Regions from separate parts of the Mus musculus genome. Here region 1 is linked to region 2. The links are chromatin contacts, called in public HiChIP or PLAC-seq maps. All regions are on one chromosome and are shown on one strand. Each heading gives the region's core, a stretch centred on a gene start, on an enhancer-like site or on the middle of the called end of the contact. The rest is flanking DNA. Distances are from core to core; before and after follow the strand shown. Region 1 has its middle 130 kb from the start of Sox5os3. Region 2 holds the start of Sox5os3 (SRY (sex determining region Y)-box 5, opposite strand 3).

Region 1 (6,208 bases), core at 863-3,362, 130 kb before region 2:
TTCTGGACTATCTCCTCTTTAAACTGTAATCCAGAATAAACTCCCCTATCAGTTCTGTTCCTTTAGAGAGCCCTAACTCACGCACTCCCCTGTCTTGCTCCTTGTGAGATATTTGGACAGAGCCGTAAAAAAAGTAGTTCAGGCATACCCCAGGTTCACCTGGGCTAACACGCCTTGCTCACAATCCTTCAGAGCCTCCGGCGACAGTCTGGGGTACTTCTAACATCCCCACTGTGGCCAATCCTCCTACACCAGCTCCCCTATCTTAATGGCTGAGTTGAGACAGCCCTCTCCACCCAGCTTCCCTGTTTCCCTCCCCCAGTGGAGACTTCTGACTTCTTCACGAGGCAGCCGCCCTGATCCTGTGAAAACACATGGTTCTTTCTGCTCAGAAGTCATCAGGCCTCCCCATCTCACTCAGAGCTAAAGTGGAAGTACTTCCTGTATCCCGTGAGCCTGAGCAATCCAGTCCCTCTTGAACCTGACTGAGGTCTTGCTCCTTACTCCATGGGCCCTGTTCTCCAAGGCATCGACACTACCCTCGCCCTTGTTGGGTATTTCTGGTTTTATTAAGGCCCCTTATCTATCACTAACCTTGAAGGCAAAGGTTTATCTTTATCTTCTTCATTCATAGCCGTACCCTGGGCTCTTAAAGGCGTACACAGAACATAAGCAGCGCACGGTACCGTTTGCTGTTGGATGCTCGGGGCTGGATCCCTCTGCCAGCTCCGAACTCATCTTCACTATTAACATATCCTCCATACCAAGCAGAGTTCCGGGTCCACAATAAATATTCAATAAATGTTTGCTAATTAGTGAACTGATTAATGATTAATGGGTTAATTAAGAAACTAATGAAACACTTTAACAAGGAGCAAAGCTTTAGCTGGGGGAGCTCCCCATTACTAAACACAGAGAAGCACCTCTTCCCTCGCTACTGGTATTTCCCCTCTGTCCTCCTGCTAGGATTTTCCTAGCCTTCCTCTTAGCTTAAACTCGCCTTCCATGCTCCAGTTAGCTAGATCTGGACACAGTTTTAGAGGCTTATAGAGGAACAGCTACCAAAGGCAATTTGTGTATATTTGTGTGTGTGTGTGTGTGTGTGTGTGTGTGTGTGTGTGTGTGTGTGTAAGTGTATCCATGTTTGCATGTCAAGTAGGGGTATGCATGCTCATCTGGCTAGCCAGCTTGCTCTGTCTATCTGTCCCTAATGCTCTGCTCCATGAGATTATAAACAGATTATATGTCACATGAAACTTTTGAAATTGACATATCTCAAAGCACCACTCTAGTACCTAGTACACACACACACACACACACATGCACACACACACATACACACATACATGTAAACACATGTGAAACCTGCCCACATACTTGAAGAACATCCACTGATCTTAAATGGAGGTTCTTCAAATATTAAATAGAGGTTCTTTAAATATTAGTATTTGAGGAAAACATAACCTTGCTGTATTTGGAAGCTTAATTGTAATTTATCCTAATCTACATCATTATGTAAAAGCATACATAGCGTGAGTGACTATGAGTTAATTAATGCCTATGTAACTGTAATTTAATAAATGCATATGTAATTGTAAGTTAATACAGGTGTAACCATGGCCAGCCCAATCCCCTCTCATTCACAGGATTTCTTATGACTAGTGTTACCAGAAGGAAAAAAAGGTAAGATCAAATAAAATATGAGTTTCTCTTTTAAATAGTTACCACCCAGAAAATCATTTTGAAAACTTTGCTCACTTCCTCTGTTTCAGATGTAAAGGGGACAGTCTCTCAGATGACACCCACCCTGCCTCACCCGTTCGGCATGTGATCCTCTCTCAGAAGGCCTTGGGCTCAAATGAAAGCTGCAACTTGAAGTCCCACACAGAAATCTTGAAAGGCCAAATATCTATTCCCCTAGCACGGCCTTCAGAGCCCGGGGGCTCTGTGGTTCTTCTTTGAACTGGCCTTCAAAGTTAAGGTCTTCTGCCACCTGCTCTCTGTCCCACTGCTGGGGGCCTCTGGAGGTCAGACCCCTGTGAAGCCACACTCTGAGCTTTGTGGGCTCGGCAGGCATGTCGCTGGTGCTGAGGATGGTTACCGGATAGCTTGTTCTCTCCCTTGTTAGTTTCAGAACAAAGATCACTGCGGTCTTGACGCACAAGGAGAGCGAGAGCCTTTCAAGATGATTTTGAAAGTGACTTTGCTGTGCTTTTGGAGCAGGGAGTCATCGGAGGTGGGGGAGGGGTACAGAGGGCCTCTGCGCTAGCACCCAGTCCTACGAGCCTCTGTGGTCAAGGGGACTTGGGACTCTGCTGCATTTCTTTTTTTTTTATTTAATATTTTTTATTATTATGTATTTTCCTCAATTACATTTAGAATGCTATCCCAAAAGTCCCTCATACCCTCCCCCCCAGTTCCCTACCCACCCATTCCCATTTTTTGGCCCTGGCGTTCCCCTGTACTGGGGCATATTAAGTTTGTGTGTCCAATGGGCCTCTCTTTCCTGTGATGGCCGACTAGGCCATCTTTTGATACATATGCAGCTAGAGTCAAGAGCTCAGGGGTACTGGTTAGTTCATAATGTTGTTGCACCTATAGGGTTGCAGATCCCTTTAGCTCCTTGGGTACATTTTCTAGCTCCTCCATTGGGGGCCCTGTGCTCCATCCAATAGCTGACTGTGAGCATCCACTTATGTGTTTGCTAGGCCCCGGCCTAGTCTCACAAGAGACAGCTATATCAGGGTCCTTTCAGCCAATGCTTGCTAGTGTATGCAATGGTGTCATCTTTTGGAGGCTAATTATGGGATGGATCCCTGGATATGGCAGTCTCTAGATGGTCTATCCTTTTGTCTCAGCTCCAAATTTTGTCTCTGTAACTCCTTCCATGGGTGATTGTTTCCAATTCTAAGAAGGGGCAAAGTGTCCACACTTTGTGTTTTGCAAATTGTATCTCTAAAACCTGAACTATGAAACATGTTTGCTCTTTAACTCCTGGCATAAAGGAAGGAAGGGAGGGAGGGAAAGAGGGAGGAAGGGAGAGAGGGAGGAAGGGAGGGAGGGAGGAAGGGAGGGAGGGATATTCAAACAAGCAACCTCCCTCCAGTATCCTTCCTCTGGCACCATCCACTTTGTTTTGCTTTTTGACATGGGGTCTCTCACAGGCCTACACAACACCAAGTAGGCTAAGCTTGCTTGAGAGTAAGTCCCAGGAATCCTCCTGTCTCAGCTTCCCCGGAAGCACATATCACATGTCCAACTTATATACATGGGTTGGGGGCTCAAACTCAGATCTTTATTCTTTAAAGACAAGCACTTTGCTGGGGGTGGGGGTGGGGGTGGTGCCTGTCTGTTTAGCCTTCAAGGGAAGTACTTGGCTAAGGGGCTGTCTGTCTGTCTGTGTGTCTAGCAGTCAGAGACTTTATCTTGGCAAAACTTACCTCAATCCTCTGCCATAGCCATTCTGTTTCCCACAGTCTCAGTCTCTCTCCTCTCCTCTCCTCTCCTCTCCTCTCCTCTCCTCTCCTCTCCTCTCCTCTCCTCTCCTCTCCTCTCCTCTCCTCTCCTCTCCTCCCCTCCCCTCCCCTCCCCTCCCCTGCCCTCCCCTCCCCTGCCCTCTCCTCCCCTCCCCTCTGTGTGTGTGTGTGTGTGTGTGTGTGTGTGTGTGTGTGTGTACACTTCTGTGCTGTAGCTGTAGTCATGAGTGCTGTAGTGTATGTGAAGGTCTGAGAAGGACTTTCGAGCCCATTCTTCCTCTCCAGCCTGGGGTCCAGCTTGATGTCAAGCTTCTGTGGGACATACCGGCCCCCGGCCAGCATCTTCAGCATCCCTCCAGTTCACTCGTTACAAGTGACATTACAACTTCGCCTTGGCCCTGTCAGGTCTGGGAAGCAAAAGGAAGAAGGGCCTAGCATCCTCAGCAGTGCAAATTAGAGCCGCAATCCCCCAGCCTCGGCTCTGGAGCCCAGAGGGAAGATGGGGCTGCCTCAGGACCTCGCCAAGTAGATTTACATTCCACATGTCATTTCAAAATGTATTTAGAAAGAAATTTTAAAAGTTTTAAGTTAAAAATAGAATCTTGTGTTAAGAAGCATTCCTTATTAGGTAAGACCGTCTTTATGTTTTTTTTTTTTTTCCTTAAGGCAAAATAGGGTTCCCACTAACACAAAACCTTCTGCTCTGCAAACAAGAGTCTGGTGGTAGCCCAAGAGACGTAAGCATAGGCAGAATTTAAAAAAATAAAAAAGGCAAAGCTGTTTATAGGGCTGGGTTTTTTAAAAACGAGAGCAACCTTTTGACCAGGGGTCAGAATCTCAAAATCCCTTGTTCCCAGGAAGCAGGGAGCAGGCAAATTGTTCAAATGCCCCGGAGGGAGCCAGTTCTCACTCAACATAGCAGGGAATGAGAGTGTTAACAAAGGAGATGGAGAGAAGCTGGGATGTTTCATTTCATTTTAGGACAACAACCCACAGTCGCACTCAGCAACGCACGCCAATTATGAAACACGGGCCGTGCCATCGCCTAAGAAAGCGATCTTAACACATCGCAGAAACGGGCCTACCCAAGTGGTTTTTGCACTGACTGAAAACATTCTGCTCCCTGGAACATCATTTAAAGTCACACAAATTAGTGCACACAACGTGGTCAGAACAGAACCAAAAATCTGAACTTTGAGCAAGTCTTTTTCTGGCCAATAGAGATTAAAACAATCAGGGGACATTATCTAAGCCCTGGTCCACAAATGCTACCTGAACAGTGGAGGAGGTGTCCTTGGTGACTATTGGTCCTTCCTCTGTTCCCACTTCTCTGCTTCCTGCCCACTGTAGCCTCTCCTACCACCTGTTCCCAATACTGTGGTGTGCGTGTGTGTGTGTGTGTGTGTGTGCATGCATATATGTATGAGTGCATGTGTGTCTGCCTCTGTATGCATATGTACATGTGTGCTGGTGTCTGTTTCTGTGTATGTGTATGTATGTGTGCATGCATGTGTGTATGTGTACATTCAAATAATAATCACCCAGGTAATTTTGGCCCACTGATCCATAGAGTTTTGTCTCATTCCCGAGCTGTCTAGACCCTCAGCATCTTTATCAACAGAATACCAAAGGCAACCTTCTTGAGATGAGCAGTATACCACGTTGGGAGCAAGTGGCAGAGAAGGTTTCTCCTTCGTAGTGTGAAGCAGAGCAAAGGGCATAGAGGAAGGGACCTGGGAAAATTTGATCACCAAAGATGTCAGCCAGTTCACCCTTCGTCTATGAAAGCTTCTGGCACCTCGCAAGGAGCTGTGCTGTGTCCGGCTGCCTCCTCCTCTCTGAGCTGGGAAACACTTCTCACCACCCATGGACCATTTCTCAGCACTGTTTCTCCCCTCTGTCACAGTTCATTGCTTAGCTCTATTCTCCTACTAATATGGCTCTACTATTTTACTCATCTCTTTGTTCATCCAATATAACCTGGAAAAAAATTTCAACTGATAAAGGTAAGCAGTATTTCAAATTTTAGGAATGTAAGATTTTGATAGTTTTAACTTAGAATATATTTAAAAAATAAAAAAGTTAAAAAACAAAACAAAACAAAACAAAACAAAACAAAACAAAACAAAACTCTGTAGTTTGAACTTGCATCACCAGAAGTTGAATTTAAGGTAATCCTAAGTCTTGCCTTCTTTAACCCAATTATTTCAATGGCCAGCTCTCTCTACTGCAAAGGGAAAGTAATGGTGCCCACCTTATAGATTTGTCATAAGGACAAATGGGCTGAAAGTCCATGGTGCATATTGGACATTTGAAAACATCAATTATTAACTCAATTAAGCAGATAAAACTGCCTGTGGCTGGAGGAAATGGCACAGTCAGACAGCCGAGACTCGTATTGAACCTCTCTGATGGTGATAACTTCCTAACCCATTCTTATTGTGAGCACAGGGGTCTTTGGGCTGAGAATAGTTTCCAGCTGCTGCGGGTCAGCTCTTTAGGTTTAGAAGGTAGGAGGAAGCAGTTCAAGGGTCATGGAGAAAGTTGGGGGAACTAGATTTCCCGCCCTTTGTCTCCCCACTTTGTTTGCTTCAGGGCCATTATGAGGGAGCATCCTTCTCTACCACAGGTTGCACCTCAGACTTGAAGTGTAGGTGAAGCACAGCATAGGCTGATGTCCCTGAAACCACGAGCCAAGATTATCCCTCCTTTAAGTTTACCCCAGCTCCTCC
Region 2 (5,865 bases), core at 71-2,570:
CACCTCTCTCACAGTGCTGGTGGCAGCAAAGAAGCTTAATCAATGCAACAGAAGTGACATTTTGCAGTCAAATTAAATTAGATGGAAAGGAAAAGGAAAATCTGAGGTCCATCCTAAAGGCTGGTCCTCTTACCAGCCAGGTCATCTCCATGGTAACTAACCCTCTCTGCAGAAAGCATGTCCAGTGGACGACACTGGTATCCGCCGCCACATCCGGTGGCTTCCCGAAAGCTTACACTATAAGTAACAAAGGAAGCTTCCCCCAACCCATCAGCAGAATGACAGGGAATCTGACCACCAGCCAGCCACAGAGAGATAGTCAACTTCTGACACTGTGGGCCTAACAAATGGGCAAGTGTAGGGCAGACCCAGCTAAGGGGGTGGTGTTCAAACTGCCATCTTCTCAGAATTGCTTTTACTTGGGCTATAAACCTTCCTGGACCCTGTAAGACTACCTTTGCACTCTGAGGGACAATCTGTCTAATATTAGAACTGTCATTTGTGAGTTCTCCTCCACTCCGGTGCTGCCTCTGAGGTGACTTCCCATCCTTGTGAGGTGTGTGACAAGCCAGGAACATTAATGGATGTAAGGGTGAGTCCTCACTGGCAAAAGCGAGACAGCAGCAGCTGAAAGTTCTTCTGGGGGAGTTTCCTCCACACACATTCTGGAAGTCTGGCATCTACCTGGTAAAATGCAGCTAGCCCAAACCCTCACTCTTATATTTAGTGTCCTCTACTAAGTGACCAGACAACTACAGAAAGAAAAGGGGAAATATTACCTTTTTAGAGAACAATTGGTTACATGGCTGACATGCCCCAAGCCGATCTGTAAGGCCATAAAAAATGGCCCAGAGGGTTTTTTCATCAAATACACTAATTTTGGATTTTGCCACCATAGCCGCCAACGTGAAAAGATAGAACCCACAATATAAGATATGAAACATACCAGCCCATGTCTATCTTACTCAAGAGAGCTGGGAAGAAAATGGTTTGGTGTGAGGTGGGTTTCCACCGGTGGCTATGAAGCCGTGAGTCATGATATTCCACCCCTGATAGAACAGCAATAGGCATGAGTCAACTGGCATCGGGAAAGAATGGCTCCTCTTGGTGGGTGACACGTTCATATTGTCATGCCAGCAACTGTGCTTGACTGGGGTTACACCACAAGCTCTCGTCTCCTTTTCTGCAGCACTAACTTGATTTGGCTTGGGTGCCTTGTGCTACTATAATGTCATAGGGGCTGGAGTATGACCTCATAGGGGCTGGGGTATGACGTCAGCAGGGGCTGGGGAGGGGCTCAGTGAGTAAGGAGCTCATTTTGTAAGCAGAGGTTCAGAGTCTCTTCCCCAGAGCCCGTGCTAAGAAGACAAGCAGCACGTGTGATGCTGTGTGCTGTGAAGCCAGCACAGGCATGGCAGGCAGTTGGCTGGTCAGGGGCTTCTGCAGGGAGAGGCGATTGTTGCCAAACTGGACAACACAAGCTCACTTTCCAGGGCCTGTGTGATCGAAGGAGGTGACTGACATGTGCAAACTTCCTCTAACTCTGTAAGTACATTCTGACATGTGCATGCCCATACACATACACTGACATGTGCATTCACACACACACACACAGAGCACACATTAGAACAAAGATAGCTGTAAGCTCTCTATAATTAAGGGCGAGAGACACACTCAGCAGGAGAAGAATTTGCTCCTCTTGGAGAAGACTCGGCTTTGGTCGCCAGCACCCTCATGGCAGGTAACAACGGCTTGTAATTCTAGTTTTAGGGAATCTGATGTTCTCTTTGGCCCGCTCTACAGAGAGGTTGCTGCACATGCATGGTGCACATAAACTTATGAATATAATGAAAATACATAATAAATCAATCAATCATGGGGGTCTGTTTTAAAATGTGTTTAAATTTTGTTTGAAATTCCTTCCCAATTTTTTTGCTTTCCAATCTTACCACAGCATTGTCTATTTAAAGCCATATTTGAGCCAGGTATGGTGGCTCACATCTATGATACAAGCACTCAGGGACCAAGTTTAGGGCCACCCTGGGCCACATTGTAAGCTCCAGATCAGCCTAGTCTATGGGACAAGGCTGTTTCAATAAAATAATAATAATAAGATGATGATGATGGTGGTGGTGGTCGTGGTGATGATGATAAAGCTGTGTTTCTTTTCCTTTGAAAATGTATGCCTGTCTTTTATCCACAGAAACATGGAAGTAGGTTACAAACCAGAAGTGTCTGGCTAGGTCTCCACTCTAAGACACCACACTCACCATTGACAGCGCGTGGCTGGATTTAAACACACACAGACAGGAAGGGCTGCAGCCGAGGTTCAGAATTCACCACCACCAAGGAGACAGTGAGGAGCCTTAGAAGTCACTGTGTCATATTTACTTTGGAAATTGCCATTATAACTGAAATTCAGTTTGACAGCCTGGTTTTAAACTTCTAAACGCTTAGAGATTTTATCTACCTAATAAACTTGTGGCTTTATAAACCCACAAGGCTCCCATGATAGCATCTTATTTGAAAAAGGTGTGAGCCTGCCAGGTGTAAGGGAGCATTTGTGATCTCCGGATTGGTGAACCGCAAAGTGCCGATCTATTTTCAGAGATTACAGGGAAGGCACCGGTGCCACTGGTTAAGATAGCAAACTGATTTCTTCAATAAACGAGTGCTTCATTCGCTCACCACAATTTTCTAAAATTGCCCTTTTGATCTGAGGCGTCCAATCCTGCCACAGTGTAAGTTTTTATTTTGGAACACCAAAATCTATAGTCTCAGTACATATATATATATTTTTTTTCTTTACATGACTGGAAACACAAACCCTTCTCTCTTGCTTTACTTCATGAAAGGGAAAGGGCTTCTTTACACATATTTTTGTGTTTGTTAACATTTTGAGAGAAACAGAATCTTAGTCAATGATCTGAAATTTTGTGAATTTAAAAAGACATTGACAAATGAGGATTACTGTCCTTCTAGCCATGCACTAATCAAAGAATGCTTCAGACTTAGCGATTATATTTTAAAAGAGATCTAAGAACTTTTCCTCTGTGCACACATGTGTATAAACAGTGCTTAGGAAACAGAGACAGGATCGTGGTGTCAACTGGGTAGTTGGCCTAGACTGAACTGGAGAGATTCTGCTTCTTTAAAAGACTCGGTCACAGGAAATCATGAGGCGAGGAATAAAGAAAGACAGTCAATGCCAACTTCAAGCCTGCATGAGCACATGCATATATGTGCCTACACACATGCACACACACACACTTTTACCAATTTGGGCTGTGGGTATTTATCAGTGTTGGAGTTCTTGCCTAGTATGTGTGAACCCATAGGTTCTATCCTTTCTTTGATGCTTAATACATCAACAACAACAACAACAACAATCCCTGCAGAGTATATGTTTGTGTGTGTGTATGATTTGTGAATGTCAGTGTGTGCACACTCACACTGATATTCAGTATTTGTACATGTGTTTCTATTGTTTCTTCTACTATTAGCCTATTGCTTTTAGTAGAAGATATTATTTTCAGAACATAACTGTACGGATAGGTTCTCACTTAACCAATGATTAATGAAAACCAAAGACAATTAAAAAAACATTAAAGTGCAGAGAACTACTTGTCCCAGTTCCACAACCGGTCAACATGCTTGCAACTTAGCTGCCACTTCAACAAGAATTCTGCATGAAGACAGTGTAGGGCGTGGACCATTTCCAGCTTTCTGGCTGGTTGAGCACAGAATGGGGATGGATGGCTGCAATGCTGATAGAGCTGCTTAGAGATGCTGCTACTGGTGCCAAGGATCCAGCTGGGCACACGGATGAGGATGGTGTCAAGGATACATGGATGACGAGGGTGCTGCCTGTCATTCGCTGCGTTGCACTGTGCTGTGGATCTTGTATCTCATTTAACACTCAACTATACCTCTGTGGGGCAGACACTCTGTACATTTCTCTTCTGTATGAGAGAACTGAGCTCCAGCAGGGCAGAGGTTCAGAACTGAAGGCCCATCACTACTTTATGATAGGGCAGGAATTACACATGGACTCTCTGACCTCAGAACTCCTAAGCCTACCTTTGGATGTGTTTGAGTCTCATGGTGATAAGAATACCCGGCCTGCACTCACTGGTGATTGTGAAACAGGCACTGTCCCTTTAAACATTATTTTATTTTCTCATCTACTGCTGTGGAGCAAGGTGTGGCGTATTCCAATTTTGAATTTTGTTCCCGTTGAGTTTTTGTTGTTTTCTTCTTTGTTTACTTTTGAGATCAGTGTCACTCTGTAACTCTGCCTGGCCTGGAACTCCATGAAACCACCCTGCCTGAGCTTCCTAAGCACTGGGATGACAAGAGCAAGCCACCACATCCATCTTGAGTCTAACTCTCAGAGAAGATGGCAGTGAACAGGAGCCCGGAGACCAGGCTGACGGCAGATCTCCTTTCAGCACAATGGTCAGAGAAGGGGTGGGATGCTGATGAAAGCCATGCAGCCTAAACAGAAATGATGTTAGCCAGGAGCCAAATGAACTTAGGAGGCAGATGATTGGACAAAAAGCACCCAAATATCTACCAAGTTTTTAAAAGTACTTCAACACATCTATGATTAGAAATTATTTCTTGACCACTAGAAGTAACTCCAAATAACTTCTATAGAAGGCACAGTACACAGAGCTGTGGAAGATACAGTCATGGCAGCTGTCCATAAGGTGGGTAACCATAACTTCATGTTACCCACTTATTCAAGGCCACTGTTATCTTAGGGTTACACTTAGTTAATAAGACTAGTCTCATTGTGCTGCACTTCAGGAAAATGCTGTGGGTTTTGTTGTGTCTGCACCTTGGGTCTTTCTGTTTTCATAACTTAGGAAGCGAGAGAAAGAGCAGAAGGAGGGGAGGACTGAAATACAGCCAATAATTAAGAGATTCGACAAGTTTGTGCTTAAACTTCTCTAAGTAAACATTTTAGAACCACCCATAGGTGATGGAAATTCATTAATTAGTGTATTATCTCAGCCCTCTGAAGATCAGTGCATGGACACAATTTTGTAGGACACACACTGGTCTGAAACAACAGTGGAGTCTTCTGGACAGAGAGAACAGAAGTCTCTATACTTCAACATGTTGTGGAAGTTTCCAAAACCCTACATTCTTCACTCAGGTCTTCCTCCCGTGCCAACTTTAGGACGGTTAATCCACCAACTCTCTAGAGAAAGCCCATTCCTTGGCTGGAATAAGAATTACCCAGAATCTAAAACAAACAAACAAACAAACAAACAAAACAAATCAAAACAAAGAACCAAACCAAACAGTCAGTGGGTGGGCCCCAAAGACTATTAAACCAAATTGTTTAAAGATGAAGTAAATACATACATGTATATATATATATATATATATATATATATACATATATATATATATCCATTTGAAGTCACCGACCCAGATGGATCAAGACTCTACCACATGAATTCTTATTTCCACAAATCTTCTCTTTTCCCCCTCAAAATACACAGCAATTTGAAAGTGCATCCAAGGAAGTCATTGGTGAACAGATTCTGACTATGAGAACCGTCCAGAAAGTATTAACATCACTCTTGAGTTCATAGACACCCACTGCCCCTTATATGTCTGCATCTTGATGACAAGGCACTGAAGCCAGCTCTCCCCTTTAAGAACAACACACACACACACACACACACACACACACACACACACACACACATCCTCATCAAAGTCTGACACCAAATCACAACTAAACTCAAAACTCTAAAAAGTAGAGATAAGTAGAGATTCATCACATACATCAGTTCTTTTTATTATTTATTTATTTATTTATTTATTTATTTATCCCTTCATTCAATA

What was found. HiChIP or PLAC-seq counts read pairs in DNA pulled down with a chosen protein or histone mark.
Region 1: a contact with region 2 is called in a BATF HiChIP or PLAC-seq map of CD8 T cells, with 35 read pairs. The contact joins the enhancer-like site here to the promoter of Sox5os3 in region 2. A contact is called at or near these places in 1 of 15 datasets of contacts at CTCF or cohesin (CD8 T cells), 1 of 484 Hi-C or Micro-C datasets (embryonic stem cells) and 2 of 115 datasets of contacts at active chromatin or transcription factors (CD8 T cells and memory CD8 T cells).

Annotation. Positions count from the first base shown.
Region 1 is chr6:144,539,374-144,545,581 of GRCm38.p6, forward strand. It overlaps a transcript of Sox5 not described here. Among named protein-coding and RNA genes, the nearest start is that of Sox5os3, 130 kb to the right of the region's middle. Within about 2 kb of position 2,113, at least 20 of the 459 cell types and tissues checked have an H3K27ac peak or open chromatin away from gene starts, as enhancers often do. A contact at or near this core is called in CD8 T cells and memory CD8 T cells, where this site is marked.
Region 2 is chr6:144,671,548-144,677,412 of GRCm38.p6, forward strand. Sox5os3 (SRY (sex determining region Y)-box 5, opposite strand 3) reads left to right here and starts at 1,321. Exons shown (of 3, transcript NR_040519.1): 1 at 1,321-1,545. It also overlaps a transcript of Sox5 not described here.